Regions from separate parts of the Mus musculus genome. Here region 1 is linked to region 2. A link is a contact called in public Hi-C data. All regions are on one chromosome and are shown on one strand. The core of a region is the stretch at or near the end of the contact, and the rest is flanking DNA. Distances in the headings are between cores, read along the strand shown. Region 1 overlaps Gm31641 (predicted gene, 31641). Region 2 overlaps Kcnj6 (potassium inwardly-rectifying channel, subfamily J, member 6).

Region 1 (6,992 bases), core at 375-2,874, 390 kb after region 2:
AACATTGCTAAAAACTACTCTAGGACAGCAGGTGGAAGCTAGACACATCTTTCTCTTGAGTGACAAGCTCCAGTCTCCTCCCACCGGCAGGGACCATGGGACCAAAACCAACTAGAGGAGAGAGTGAGCCCTGGCATTTTCAGAACAGCTTGTTTTGGCCCTAGTTCTGGGAGTTGAGAAGAGGAAATCGTCACCTCAGTTGCAGAACAAACCCAGCGGGGAAGGGAAGGAGGTCAGCCTCTCTTCCTAGGGTCGCCTGAGGTCGCCGTGTTTCTTCTCACCAGGAAGAGCAGGGCCATGGCAGTGGCCCACAGATTCTCCTTTCTGTGCAATCCAGGCTTTGATGGATTTGCAAATGAAGGAAGTGTTTGGATCTTTCCAGTCTGACTAGTTACTGGACCTCCCTACCACCCTCACCCCAGGTCCCTGTCTCCTAGGACTCAATGAAGTTGTTAGATTTTCCTCTCTTCGTCTTCCTTCTCGGACTATCACCAGCAATCCCAAGCCCAAACTAGACTTTCTCTACACCCAAGAAAGGAGGAGAAACCTATCAGGAAAGAAGCTGATACACCATGGAGTTGGGGTAGCAAATGGCCCAATGAGAAAGGCCACAGACCAGCGAATAGAATTTCTGGAAAGACCTCTCTGTTTCACCCTTATTGATGAAAATAGACTAATGAAAAGCATGTCCTGATTAGGAAATCAAGTCCAGGAAACACAAGCATGCTGCTTCTGAATCAGGTACTGGCTGAAGGGTAGCCTTTGGGCTCCAAGTCGGTTTTCAATAGGTTAATATCGCAGCAAAAACACGTCCTTGGTGCACTGAGTTATACAGGTAGGGAGAGGCTCGGAACACATTCAGACACTTAGATAATTTTACCAGAAGGTCAGGCGCTACTCTGTGCACCTGGTAAATATTTACCCATTTGATTATCACAGTAACCCAGTCTGTAGGCAGGACTGTAATCTCCACTTGACAGATAAGGAAACTGAGGCAAAAGCTAAGTCATACACTCAAGGACACACTGCAGATAAATCATTTCACGTAGTTGAGTTTAGCCTAAAGCCACGGAACCACACCTAAAGTCACAGGGCAAGAAAAGTAAGTTCCATTTCTCTACCCAGAGATAGGAGGGAAGAGAAACACTATAAATCAATGGGTTTCACAATCTACAACTTCCTTTTCTTTCTAAGGAAAAGTAAAATGCTTTGCCACCCTCCCCCACCATTTATTTCTTTGATCCAGAAATGTCCAATAGAAAGGCAGAAGATTGTACTGTATCTGACCAAGGCACATTAGGGTCAAGCTTTGGGTTTCTACCTTAAATTGGAAAGATCAGCAGAAATCTAACCAAGTTGCCTTCTCCCTCTCCCTCTCCCTCTCCCTCTCCCTCTCCCTCCTCTCCCTCTCCCTCTCCCTCTCCCTCTCCGTCAAATCATTCACTGAACACACACAGCACTGGCACCCTGTGATGCCCCTGGCTCACCTCTGTGAGTGAGAATTCAGTCTTGCAGAGGATGGTAAATACTTGGAACGCCTAGGACTCAGCATGGCAAGAGATCAAGGCAGCAATATGTCCCTAGGCCTCCAACCCAGCCTGGTGAATTTATGCCCAAGGCAGGCAGGCCTCCAAGGTCAGCTGGAATTGCTTGTCCTGATTTGGTGAGGGGCACAGAGAGGTGGGAGGGTATCCCAGTTCAGAGAGAACAGCTTTGCCTTGATGAAGGTCACATAGCCTGGGCTGGTTCAATTCAAGGTTTCTCAAACTAAACTCTGTTGGTGTTTGACATTGGATACTCAGTTCTGGAGGCCATCTGGAGTGCCATGCCATGACAGAAACATCCCAGGCCTCCACCACTAGATGCCAGCAGTGACCTCTTGTTGTGACAAAAAAAAAAAAAAAAAAGAAGTCAGCACTCTACAGACCCAAAGATCAAAAGAACCCTTCTGCTGAGAACTGCTGACTTATTATAATAACTCCAGAACTGATAAAGATCTGTTTAGACCAAAAACCTCTGGACTAAACCTACTATTCACCTAAAATTCCCAGACATTTTAGGATCAGCCATGAAATGACACCTCACATTGGCTCCAAGTTGGAGTGAGGGGGACAAAGTCGTTTGTAAAGGGATCTTCAGGAATATCTATCTCTTGGGGAGCTGCACATACCTCATCCTGGGTCCTTTCAAGGATCTACCACAAATAGCCTAAAAGAAAAAATGTGCTAGTTAACAACAAGGCCCTAGGTGATAAAAGGACAGCTGAGAAAAATAAAAATTTTAAATCTTCTGCCCAACAAATGTAGATAGAAACTGGAATGACTTCCCTCCCCCACGCTTCCATTCCTGTCATCTTTAACATATGCTAGCATCCAGTTACTGAAGCATTGAAGACAGGAAGCTGGATAGTGCATAAGACTCGGGAGTGCATGACTGGAGCCATGAAGGGACTGAGAGAAGAGGCATTCTGCGCAGACATGTTCCCTTCATGCTGCCTATCGTGTGTGTAACCCAGTCTGTTCTATTATCATTCTGGGCATCTTCAGCACCTCACTTCCCTAGGACAAGAACCCTAAGGTAGTGACTGATGCTTAGCCACACCAGTACCCTCACCAGCCCTCTGGAATGTCTGTGCCATTGGTGGTCTTTAGATTAGATCTAGGGATGAGTCAAGAGTAGAGTAGATCCAAGGATGAGTCAAGAATTAGTTTAGTCCCAGAGGGAGTGTCCATCATTGTGCTGGGAAACCATGTGTTAACGGACCCTTTCTTTCAACAACCAGATCCATTTCAAACTCAGAAAATTTTCCAGATGGGAAAGAGAAAGCATTGCAGACAGCTTGTTCTAGGCGTTGTCCAGAGAGGTATAATTGTCATCTGGGATGGGCAAAGTTCCAACCTGACCGTGATCCTGAATTATTCCTTCTCCTTGAGTGGAGATAAAAGCTGTGGGCAGAATAGGTATGACTCCTGTGACAGTGTTCTATATGGCACAGGGATTTATGTAGATAGACTAAGGTCCTTAGTTCATGTGAAGGGGGATCACTCTTAGTGGGTGTGGTGGTTTGAATATACTTGGCCCAGGGAATAGCACTATTAGGAGGTGGGGCCTTGTTGGAGTAGATGTGGCCTTGTTGGAGTAAGTGTGGCCTTGTTGGAGGAGGTGTGCCACTGTAGGGATGGGCAATAAGACCCTCCTCCTAACCACATGGGAGGCAGTCAGTCTTCTAGCAGCCTTCAGATGAAGATGTAGAACTCTCAGCTCCTCCTGCATCATGCCTGCCTGGATGCTGCCATATTCCATCCTTGATGATAATGGACTGAACCTCTAAACCTGTAAGCCAGCCCCAATTAAATGTTGTCCTTATAAGAGTCACCTTGGTTGTGGTGTCTTCACAGCAATGAAACCTTAAGATAGTGGGCTTGAGTTAGTCATGTGTACTCCTCTGGTCTTGAAATCTGAGATGGACATCAGAAAGAGGCATGATCTGCTGGCCTCGAAGAAGAAAGCAGCCATTGGTTGAGCTCTCTATCTCAGTAGCCTTGTAGCTAGTATGACTGTGACTGGCATGGTGACTTCAGTCCTACAATCATGAGGCGGTCAATTCTGCTAATTCTTTGTGAACTTGGAAACATGCACAGAGCCTCACATAAGACCGTATGCTGTTCTTCTAGGTTGGTGTATTCTGACAGGACCGAGCAGACACCATAGTGTTAGGATGCCATAGCGCCCAGATCCTGATGCATAGCCACGGCGATGCTACTATTGTTAGGAGCAGAACTCAAGTCTGGGTGTCTCTAAGAAGCTAGACTTGGCCACTGATCCTCCATAGCCTCACTAAAGAAAGAAGCAGACACAGGAGACTTACTCAACATAGCTACAGTGGGAGCAGCAGCAAAGAGGTCCAGCGACCCTGGACAGGGTCTGGAAATGTCCAGGTTAAAACAGTGGGCAAGAGGTATTCATAACTAAGCTGTCCTGGTCAAGGAGTGGTTCTGTTCAGCAAGACAGGCTGAGAAGTTTCAGAGCTGTACGACATCTCTCTTGGGAGTCAACTTCTTCCCATCTGCCACCAAAGGCTCTGCTTTTCCTTTCCCTGGCGAGAGCCTCCTGAGGAAAATCAGTTCCTTGAGGTTCATTGTTTCAATCGGTTGACAGGCAAAGGGAGGGACACAAGAGCCATTTTAAATACGCTTTCAAATTTTAATCTTTGATAATTTAATAATACACATACATGCTCTGATCAAAGTCTTCTCTCCTGTACTCCTTTGTATCCCCCTTTCTCTCCTGTAAGTACTTGGTCCTGTGAAGGCTTGATAGATGCCCCAGTGTAGGGGAATCGAGGGCAGGGAGATGGGAGTCGGTGGGTGGGTGGAGGAACACCTTCATAGGGGGAGGGAGGATGTGATAGGGTGTTTCCCGGAGGAAGGGAAACCGGGAAAGGGGATAACATTTAAAATGTAAATAAAGAAAATAATAATAATAATAATAATAATAATAATAATAATAATGATAATGATAATAATAATAAAGATACTGAAGCCTGCCATGGAGCAAAGGAGTCAGAGGTCAGAAAATCACCTCCTCCACCTGACCCCTTCACTGCAGGAGGCGAGATGAATGTTCTCCAGCTGATTCGGAACCAGGAACCAGAGGATCTGAGACACCCATGCACTCCACAGCCCACTGCAGGCATCCCCAGCCAGTGCCGCACACCTGCCTGGTCCACTCAGAGTTCCTCGCTCATTCCTTCCCCAAAACCATAGTAAGCTTCCAGCCCCAGCTCTCATCCCTCCTCCCGCCTCCTGAATGGCCCTTACGCTTCTCCATGTTCTTCCCATGGCATGGTGGTGTGTCCGCTCCTCTTCAGTGGGAGCCATCTGTCTATTACCCTAAGGTACCTGAATCATAATAAATCTAAAACTTGCCTGTGTATCAGTAGGGATGGAAGGGTTAGCAGAAGAGTCAGGAAGAAGCTGAAATAGACAAGGACCAGACCGTTTCTTAAGCACGCATGCGCGTCACCTTCTATTTAGGATCTTAGACAAGCTCCTCAAAACTGAAGGCCTCACTTGCTTCTCTTAGTAATGATAGGCATGTACACAACAGTTCCCTGACATGACTGCCATGAGGAACAAGGGAAGACTAGCTGTTGGCTTTCCTTCTAGGTTCCACCTCACAGTTATCTGGCAACAGCCAGGTAGGCATGACTCACTATAAAAGGGGCCGCTTGACCCCCTCCTCACTCTCTTCTCTTGCTCTTCTTATTTCCTTCCTCTCTCCCCTCTCTGTCCCTTCTCCCAATTCCCCTCCCTTCCCTCTCCATATGTTCATGGCCCTGGTCCATCTCTCTCTCCCTCTCCAACACTGCCTTTCTCTGTCTCTACTACACCCTCAACTCCCCTCCCCATGCCCTAAATAAATAAACTCTATTCTATACTATACTGTCCTGTTGTGGTACCTCAGGGGGAAGGGATGCCTCAGCACGGGCCCACAGAGGTGGCCCCTCCCTCCACATCATACCATGTCTCCAACAAACATATCCCTGGCTTCTTTATCTTTATTTTTTTTTTAATAAAACACAACACTATCAATGGCCAAGTACATAGACCCATGAGGAGAATTATAGATATTCTATTAAAGACACTTTCTCAAATGATGCCATTTGCTGCTAACTTTGGGGATTTCATTCAATTCACCCTATATAATTCATTTAAGTAGCACTGTTTTCTTCTAGAGCGTGACCAATTATGCTATTATTTATGAATAAGGGGAAACATTAATATCTATAGTTTTTAGGTTGAAATAAGTCATGTCTTTTTAAAAGGTTGTTTGTTTGTTTGCTTGCTTGCTTGCTTGCTTTTATGTGTGGGGGTCTACGTATATGTGCTTGCAAAGGCCAGAGGAGGGTCTCAGGGCCCTTGGAGCTCTAATTGCAGGTAGTTGTGAGCTGCCTCAAGTGGATGTTGGGAACTAAACCTGAATCCTCTGGAAGAATAACAAGCACCCACCCTTAAGTACTCAGCCATCCTCCAGCCCACAAAGTCAGACTTTAATTAAAGGACTCTGTGACCCTTAGTCAAAAAATGTAAACCTTTAGCTGTTTAGGGGTTAAACTGGCCATAGGAAAAGCATGCATGAGATTATACTCCACGTGCGTTGCATCTAGTCTTATATTTCTCAATGGCTCCAGAAGCCATCCTAAATCCAAGTGAGAAGTGTTCTCCTGACCCCACAACAGTGATAAAGCAACGGCTCAGGCAGGGGCAATGCTTCTCTGGCCACTGCCTGAATGGCATGGAGGCCTATCTCTCCCTAACTCTGAGTTTAAGGACCTTTTTATTTCTTATAATGAAATTTCTCATGGCCCTTTAGAGATGATTTTCTGCAAAGTAGATTAAAATTTGAAAAGTGTTGACAAGAATTGTGCTTTCATCCAGGAATTGCCTCTTAGCCGGCTGAAAGGGAGCCAGGGGGCCAAAGAGGAGCTCGTGAGTTCTCTGTCACTTTCATTGCCTTGTCTCTTGTTCCCAGGGCTTGCTGAGTGTGTAACTGCCCAGAGAGCCCATGCTCAGCTCTCAGACAGATAGCACCATTTATAACTGCAAATGATGGAGACAGAGTGTCCTGTCTCCTGATAACAGTGGTCCAGCTGGGCTACTGCCGTTCCCTCAAGGCTGTCACAGGGGGATCAATGGAAACTGGATTTTACTCCGACCTGAATAGGAAGACACTTCATCTCTGCAGCAGAACCTAGGAGGGATAAACTCCCCGCTGTAGATAGACAAAGGGTTAATACTATCAAAGTCACAGTGTGACTTTCTCCACGGTTCTGCTAAATGTCAGATGCTCCATGCAGCTGTACATGAAACACCTGTGTTCATGCTACACAATGAACCTTAATATGTGAGTGTGTACACTTCTGTCTCCCAGAATTGCTTCAGTCTCCTGGAATCGCCTTACTCTGTGGTCGGTGGGGGCTGTGTTCCAGG
Region 2 (7,129 bases), core at 4,170-6,669:
TGAAACTGAAGAAGAACGAAGACCAAAGTGTGGACACTTTGCCCCTTCTTAGAATTGGAAACAATCACCCATGGAAGGAGTTACAGAAACAAAGTTTGGAGCTGAGACAAAAGATGGACCATCTAGAGACTGCCATATCCAGGGATCCATCCCATAATTAGCCTCCAAACGATGACACCATTGCATACACTAGCAAGCATTTGCTGAAAGGATCCAGATATAGCTGTCTCTTGTGAGACTATGCTGGGGCCTAGCAAACACATAAGTGGATGCTAACAGTCAACTATTGGATGGATCACACGGCCCCCAATGGAGGAGCTAGAGAAAGTACCCAAGGAGCAAAAGGGATCTGCAACCCTGTAGGTGCAACAACATTCTGAACTAACCAGTACCCCTGAGCTCTTGACTCTAGCTGCATATGTATCAAAAGATGGCCTAGTCGGCCATCACTGGAAAGAGAGGCCCATTGGACACGCAAACTTTATATGCCCCAGTACAGGGGAACGCCAGGGCCAAAAAGTGGGAATGGGTGGGTCGGGGAGTGGGGGTGGGGAGGGTATGGGGGACTTTTGGGATAGCATTGGAAATGTAATTGAGAAAAATACGTAATAAAAAAAAAAGAGCTTGTCATTCAAGATCTGGGGTCCTTGTGAGCTCAGAACCTGCCATGTGTTCTTTTGCCACTCTCTTAGTGTCTTTTCTTTTCTTTTTTCTTTTTTAAAAAATATTTTATGTATCTCATGTGTGTAGGTGTTTTGCTTGCTTGTATGTATGTGCATCATATACGTGGAGTGTCTGAAGAGCCCACAGAAGGCGTTGGATTCCCTGGAACTGGACTGGAATTATAGAGTTGTGAGCTGCCTTGTGGGTGCTGGGAATTGAACCTAGACCTCTGGAAGAGTAGCAAGTACTCTTATCTACTGACCCATATCTCTGCCCTGTCTTAGTGTTTCTATTGCTGTAATAAAAACACCATGAACAGAAGCAGCCAGGGAGTAAAAGGTTTATTACAGCTTACAGCTCCCAGCGCATTTTATCACCAAGGGAAGTCAGGGCAGGAAGTCAGGGCAGGAACTGAAGCAGAGGCCATGGAGGGGTACTGCTTACTTCTTGCTCACAGGCCATTCTAGTTGGAGCATTTTCTCAATTGAGGTTCCTGCTTCCAAAATGACTCTAACTTGTGTCAAGTTGACATAAAACTAGCCAGCACAATTAGTGGCCAGGAAATTTGAATAGTGTCATTTGGATGCTGTGTTGGCAGTAGCTGTTTTGAATGGTGAGAGGTATTGCTAATGCATTCTTAGAGGATCAAAGGACTGGGTATTGCTAATGCATTCTTAGAGGACGGCTTTCTGTACAGATACTGTCCATGCTGGCACATACGGATCAAAGCTTGCAGTGGACATGGGATTCATCAGTTCATTTTTATGTTTTACATTTGTTTGTTTTATATGTATGAGTTTCTGCCTGCCTGTATGTATGTTTGTATGTATGTATGCATGTATGTATACTAAATGCATGCCTGGTGTCCTTGGAAGGGCAGAAGAGAACATTGGACCCCTGGAACTCAAGTTGTGGATGGTTGTGATCCACTATGTGGGGGTCTGGGAACTTAACCTGCATCCTCTGTGAGAATAACAAGCATTCTTAAATGCTGAGCCATCTCTCTGGCCCATAAACACTAATTTGAGGCAAAGGTAGAAAGAATGCTGTCACTAATGACTAACAGCCGGCCGGAGGGTCCTCAGCCTCCTAGAGGGTTTGGACAAAGAATGGCTCTCTTGGGGTAGGATGAAGTTGAGATTTTGAGATTCCAAAATGAACAAGGGCTGAGAATAAATGCTACTTGGAGAGGAGCCAGGGAGCTTGAAGTTGGCGGAGCGGTTTCTGTCCAAAGAAACAAAAGCAAGTCAGAAAGGGAAGGGACCAGTGCAAAACCCCATTAAAACCAAATGTCCGTGTTCTTTAGTCTTGTCCTTTGCAAATGCAATGTTAAGAAGAGGACTGTTTACTGATGGGGCCCGCTTCTGCATGCAAGCTTGGATTGCCAAGCTCTGCAAAAAAGGTCAGGAGCTTCTGCTTCCTGTTAGATTTCCACTCAAAGGAGAAGTGCAAGCATAAATGGTCTGGGCTCTTCAGGCTCAGGCAAGCCTCCTCCTCCAGCTGCACTGCCTGCTGGGTCTCAGCCCTGATCAGTAGGATGTGCTGAGCCGGGGAGGAAGCTCCTGTTCTTCCCAGGCACCCCTGCGGGTGGGGTACTACCTTGCATTGTATTGTACTCTCTCTCTCTTTTTTTCAGAATAGGGGAGAGCTAAATATGGTTTTGACACTCTTTAAAGGGTTGGGAAAAAAGTCTCAAGAAGAATAATCCTTTCTGACACATGAAAACGGTAATAAGTAAAATCTCATCAGGACACAGTCCTGTTCGTTTTTCTCTTCTCCCCTTATTGCCATGTTAACATTAGTTAACAAATCTGGTAGTTATGGCAGAGACTGTCCCCAGTAAACATTTACTCTCTAGCTTTAGAGAGAAGACTTCCAAAGTGCTCCCCCCCAAGTTCTGAACTGCCAGCCCCTCAAATATGGGGCTGATTCTCTCTATGCACAGCAGAAGCAGGTGTGGAGATCTCACTGAGGACCAAGCACAGCTGAACCCTTTTTTCCTCTTCAGAATGGTCTTGTTAGGGGCATGGGGGTTTTAGTTCAGTTTGTAGATTAGCCTGCCCAGGATGCATGAAGCCATGGGTTCAATCCCCAAGTTTTCATTAAGTGGGTAAGATGATCTACTGCTGAATCCTGAATGGCCATGTAGAAGGGACGGTGTGACATGATTTCCCTTCCCTGGAACAGAGACAGCAGGGTGTGGGCTTCCATGAGTGCTGATGGTTGCTAGGCTTGAAGCCTGTGTGTGTATTGCTGGGCATGAGACTTGTTTTTACTTCATGTCCTTCCTTCGGGAAATATTCTCCCTGTCAGGGTCATTGGGGAATGTCCACTCTGTCAAGGTTAATGGCTCCATGATAATCAGAGACAGCACAAATCTAGGAATTGAGGCTGTATCTAATGTCTCAGCAAAATGGTAGAATGATGTGACCTTCAGGGCAGCCTTTAAGGCTGTGGGAAAGAACTCTGAAAACATGAGTTCAAAAATATATAATTTCTCAACTATGTAAAATATAAGGACACAATATGAATTATATGAGGGGCTTCACAGACCGTAAAGAACAGACTCCGTGGCACCGTGAGACAGCTTGTCAGAAAGATACAAAGGCAGGCAGATTCCCGAGTTCAAGGTTAGCCTGGGACAGAATGAATTTAGGTCCAGGCGTGGTTGGAATGGTCATCTCAGGATGGGATCCAACCCAGCTAAATTTATTGTTTGTGCCTACAAAGGCAGGTAGATCACTGAACTCATTGGCAATGTTAAAAATGTACTTGCTGTCTTTCTAAGAATCAGGGGGCTGGGGTCGTGGGATGCTAATTTGGGGGACCTGGGAAAATGATCGAATTGATGTAAATAAAAGACAGGGCTTTTGATCGACAAGAGATGAGCTATCCAGAGAGTTTTTAGAATTCTTTTCAAGCAAGAGAGAGCTGTCTCGAGCAGAGAGCTGCCTGGAAAGCTACCTAGAGCAGAACACAGGCTGTCAGCTTGTACCTAACGATTTGACTTTGAGTTGTCCCTCCACCCCTGATGCTTTCAAACTCCCCTTCTCTTAGGAGCCTCTCTCCAAGCCGAGGCTGGTCCTTGGCAGTGCACACCTGTATTATCAGCAAAAAGACTTTAAATTCATGGCCATGTCACTTTCTTCAGTGGCTTAGCCATTGATAAGTTGTCTGTGCTTTTGTGAATAACTCCCTCCATGCCCATGCAGGTGCCCTAGTTAAACATGGCAGGACACACAAGAAGCAAGACATAGGAAGTAGGAGAGGGACTTGGTGGGAAAAGAGTTTCGACAGGTGGGAAACAGGAAACAGAAGATGTAACGGGGGTAAGAAAATGTAACGGGGGTAAGCTAAAATTCCTCATGTATGTGTATAAAACCCAGAAATAAAAGCACAGAGTTAGGAAGGGAATCAGAAAACAAAATAAAGGTTTGTTATGCTAGCATATCATATGTGTATGTTTAAAAATGTCATATTATAGACAATAAATACAACTTTCCTCTATTAGGTAAAAGTAAAATTCTTAGATGATGATGGAGGCTTGTCTATATGATCTGGCCTTTCTGTCTTTACTGTCATCGCTGCAGTGGGAGGGATGAGTGCAGATGGCCTTTGATTTCAGGGTAGAAACTTATGTGTAGACCTCCTGCCCACACCTTGTCTCCCGAGAAGCTCACTTGTTAGGACTTGGTAGTAAATTTAGATGACATCAAAAGCCTCTTAGTGCATGGGAGTAGAAGGAATGGATCTCTAAGGGCCACTGCTCCCGCAGCCTGGCCTCCTGACCTCACCAGCCTTCAGTGGACAATGAGTCCATTTTCAAACAGTAACATGTCGCTCCATTCTGTGAGACCTTGCATGGAATTCTGAGACTGAGTGCTAGGGACAAGCTCACCTTTTGGATTTCTGCTTCAGACAATCTGTTCATGTCAGATGGAGCTTGTGAACATGTCTTGATTCCTGAGTAGGGAAAGGACTCGGCAGAATTTCGAGCAGCAAAGCATCGCAGGCCTTTATCGTTGCTGCGGGAATGCCTGGCAGCAGCAACTTAAGAGAGGGAGGTTTTATTCTGGATCATGGTCTGAGCGGGAGCAGTCCGTCTTGGACAGAAAAGCATGGCTAAGATTGTGGCAGCAGAATCATGTGGCCGAGACACCTCCCATCTGAGCAGATCAAGGAAGCAAAGAGCTTTGACTGGAAACAGGGCCAGATTGAAAAATCTCAAGGTTGTCCCCAGTGACTCATTTCTTTGGCTAAGTCCCACCACCTGAAAGATCCACAGACTCTCAAACAGCACTACCACAAGCTATAGACACCAAGTATTCAACCCACGAGCCTATCAGGGCCATATTTAAACCACAAGCTATAGGCACCAAGTATTCAACCCGTGAGTCTATCGGGACCATATTTAAACCACAAGAACAACTAATGTGAGCACCATGGCACATTAAGCTCTAGAAGAAGGCTAGGTGCTGCCTGGCTTCTGGTGCATATGGCCAGTGAAAAGGAGATATCACAGGTCTGAGACACACTCAGAGAGGTCGGACCTTGTTTATAAGAAATTACTGATTCTATCTCTTTTATTGAGCACTGATCATAGGCCAGATTGTAGTCCTTGCTGAAAATAGAAGACAAAAGGCAGCTTTTATCTTGGTAGTCAGATGGCGCCACCCACGTGTGGTCTGTCACCTCTATGGGAAAGCATCAGAGGCACAGGAAGGGCTTCTGAGTCTGCCAAGCCCTTCATAAGGCTCACTGGGGGCTCACAGTTAACACAAAGGCATAGAGGCGACAGCTCAGGCAGACCTAGTGCCACAGTAGGTATGAGGGTGGATGTGAGCCGGGCCACAGTGAACTCAGGGCTCGTGGCTTGTGTGTGGAGCAGAGTGGAGGACAAGGTGTTAGACAGGTCACACACTATGACATGCAAGAGTGATTGTTTTTCCTTTTATCTCCACTGAAGTGGCTAGGGATGTGGGGTTAGAGGATAAAGAAGTGGATTTGTTTCAAAGTTTGTTTTGTGTGGTGTGGAGGGGGACACCCCAAATAAGGAGCTAACATCTGTGAGACTATCTTCGGAAGATGTGAACCCCAAATATTGGAGAGGTGAGGGTGGCTGGGTATGAGAGACAAGTATGGGGTCGCACGGACAAGCTCAACCAGGGCCACCATGTGTGGGTTGTTTACTGTACACCCGGTATCTGAGAGGTGTAGATTTATGTTGTTATAACACGAACTTTCCAGAAGGTGGCAGTGGAGAGTCCAGAGAAAGCCTGCCTCCTTCTTCGCATCAAGAAGCCCCATGAGTGAGCTGCAGCTCAGGGCTTGAGGAGTTGTTGGTCCCCAAAGAATTAAGCAAGTGAAGAACAGAGGGAGGGATGGCTGCCAGATCTGCAGCCCAGGAAGCTGAGAGACCAGAGGTTCCTTCACTGGGGTGTAGAATATCTGGGGAGTGGGGAACTTAGGGCTGGGGTAGTAATGGGACTAAAAGCCACCCTGATGGAGAGGGAGACTGAGAATGGGTGTCTAGTCTGCAGCTCAGCGGGAGCCACCTGAACCCTCTGGTTCTCTGGAGCAATTCTCAGAAGACAGGCGCTTTGGGCCGACCATGACTGTTGTCTTCACTGACTTGGCAACTTTAAAAGACTCTAAACTTTTTTTTTCTCCTCCTGTGTGCTTAAGGAGCCAAACTGGTTTGTGACCATACAGGATATTTCATTTGCTCATAATTTACTTGGCCCTGGGCTCTGGGATCAGAGCACCGAGTGAGGCAAGATACCTTTCTTGCAGAGTTTGCAGCCCGGCTGCTAATCAGATGAACGAGGAAAGTTTGCCAGCAGCCGTGGGCACGCAGGCTGGCCGTGGTCAGTGTGCAGGAAGTGGCCCTGCAGATGGTTTCTGAGGAGGCTTCCCTGAGAATGAATCAAAAAACTCATATAGCTTAGCATGAGTCAGGTGAGCAAGAGGATGGAGACGGGGCAGGCACACGGTGCAGGCAGGGGCTGGCTACAAGGACTCTGGAGGAACTCATGAGTCATCTAGATTTTCCTGAGGCAGTGGGACTCTCTGGAAGCTTTGAAAACTTCTAATGAAAAATTTTTCAAAGGTTTATTTATTTATTTTATGTATGTGAGTACACAGTCGCTGTCTTCAGACACACCAGAAGAGGGCATCAGATCCCATTACAGATGGTTGTGAGCCACCATGTGGTTGCTGGGTATCAGACTCAGGACCTCTGGAAGAGCAGTCAGTGCTCTTAACCACTGAGCCCTCTCTCCAGTCCTGACTTATTTACTTCTGAGATAAGGTCTCACGATATAGTCCTGACTGGCCTGAAACCTGCTATGTAGATCAGGATGATCTCAGACGCATAGAAGTCCACTGGCCTGCTTTCAGGAGTGCTGGGATTAACTGCGTGTGCCTCCTCACCCAGCCTGCTGGTGACTTTCAAGCAGGGGAGGTG

The links. Hi-C and Micro-C count contacts between places; a contact is called where the count stands out from the background.
Region 1: a Hi-C map of cerebellar granule neurons shows a contact between it and region 2, with 2.3 times the contacts expected there. The contact joins two enhancer-like sites. A contact is called at or near these places in 20 of 484 Hi-C or Micro-C datasets (B cells, CD4 T cells, CD8 T cells and 15 more).

Annotation. Positions count from the first base shown.
Region 1 is chr16:95,207,512-95,214,503 of GRCm38.p6, forward strand. The region is part of intron 3 of Gm31641 (predicted gene, 31641); the gene reads right to left. Among named protein-coding and RNA genes, the nearest start is that of Gm31754, 30 kb to the right of the region's middle. Within about 2 kb of position 1,625, at least 14 of the 459 cell types and tissues checked have an H3K27ac peak or open chromatin away from gene starts, as enhancers often do. A contact at or near this core is called in cerebellar granule neurons, where this site is marked.
Region 2 is chr16:94,810,687-94,817,815 of GRCm38.p6, forward strand. All of the region lies in intron 3 of Kcnj6 (potassium inwardly-rectifying channel, subfamily J, member 6), which reads right to left. Among named protein-coding and RNA genes, the nearest start is that of Gm41507, 89 kb to the left of the region's middle. Within about 2 kb of position 5,420, at least 19 of the 459 cell types and tissues checked have an H3K27ac peak or open chromatin away from gene starts, as enhancers often do. A contact at or near this core is called in cerebellar granule neurons, where this site is marked.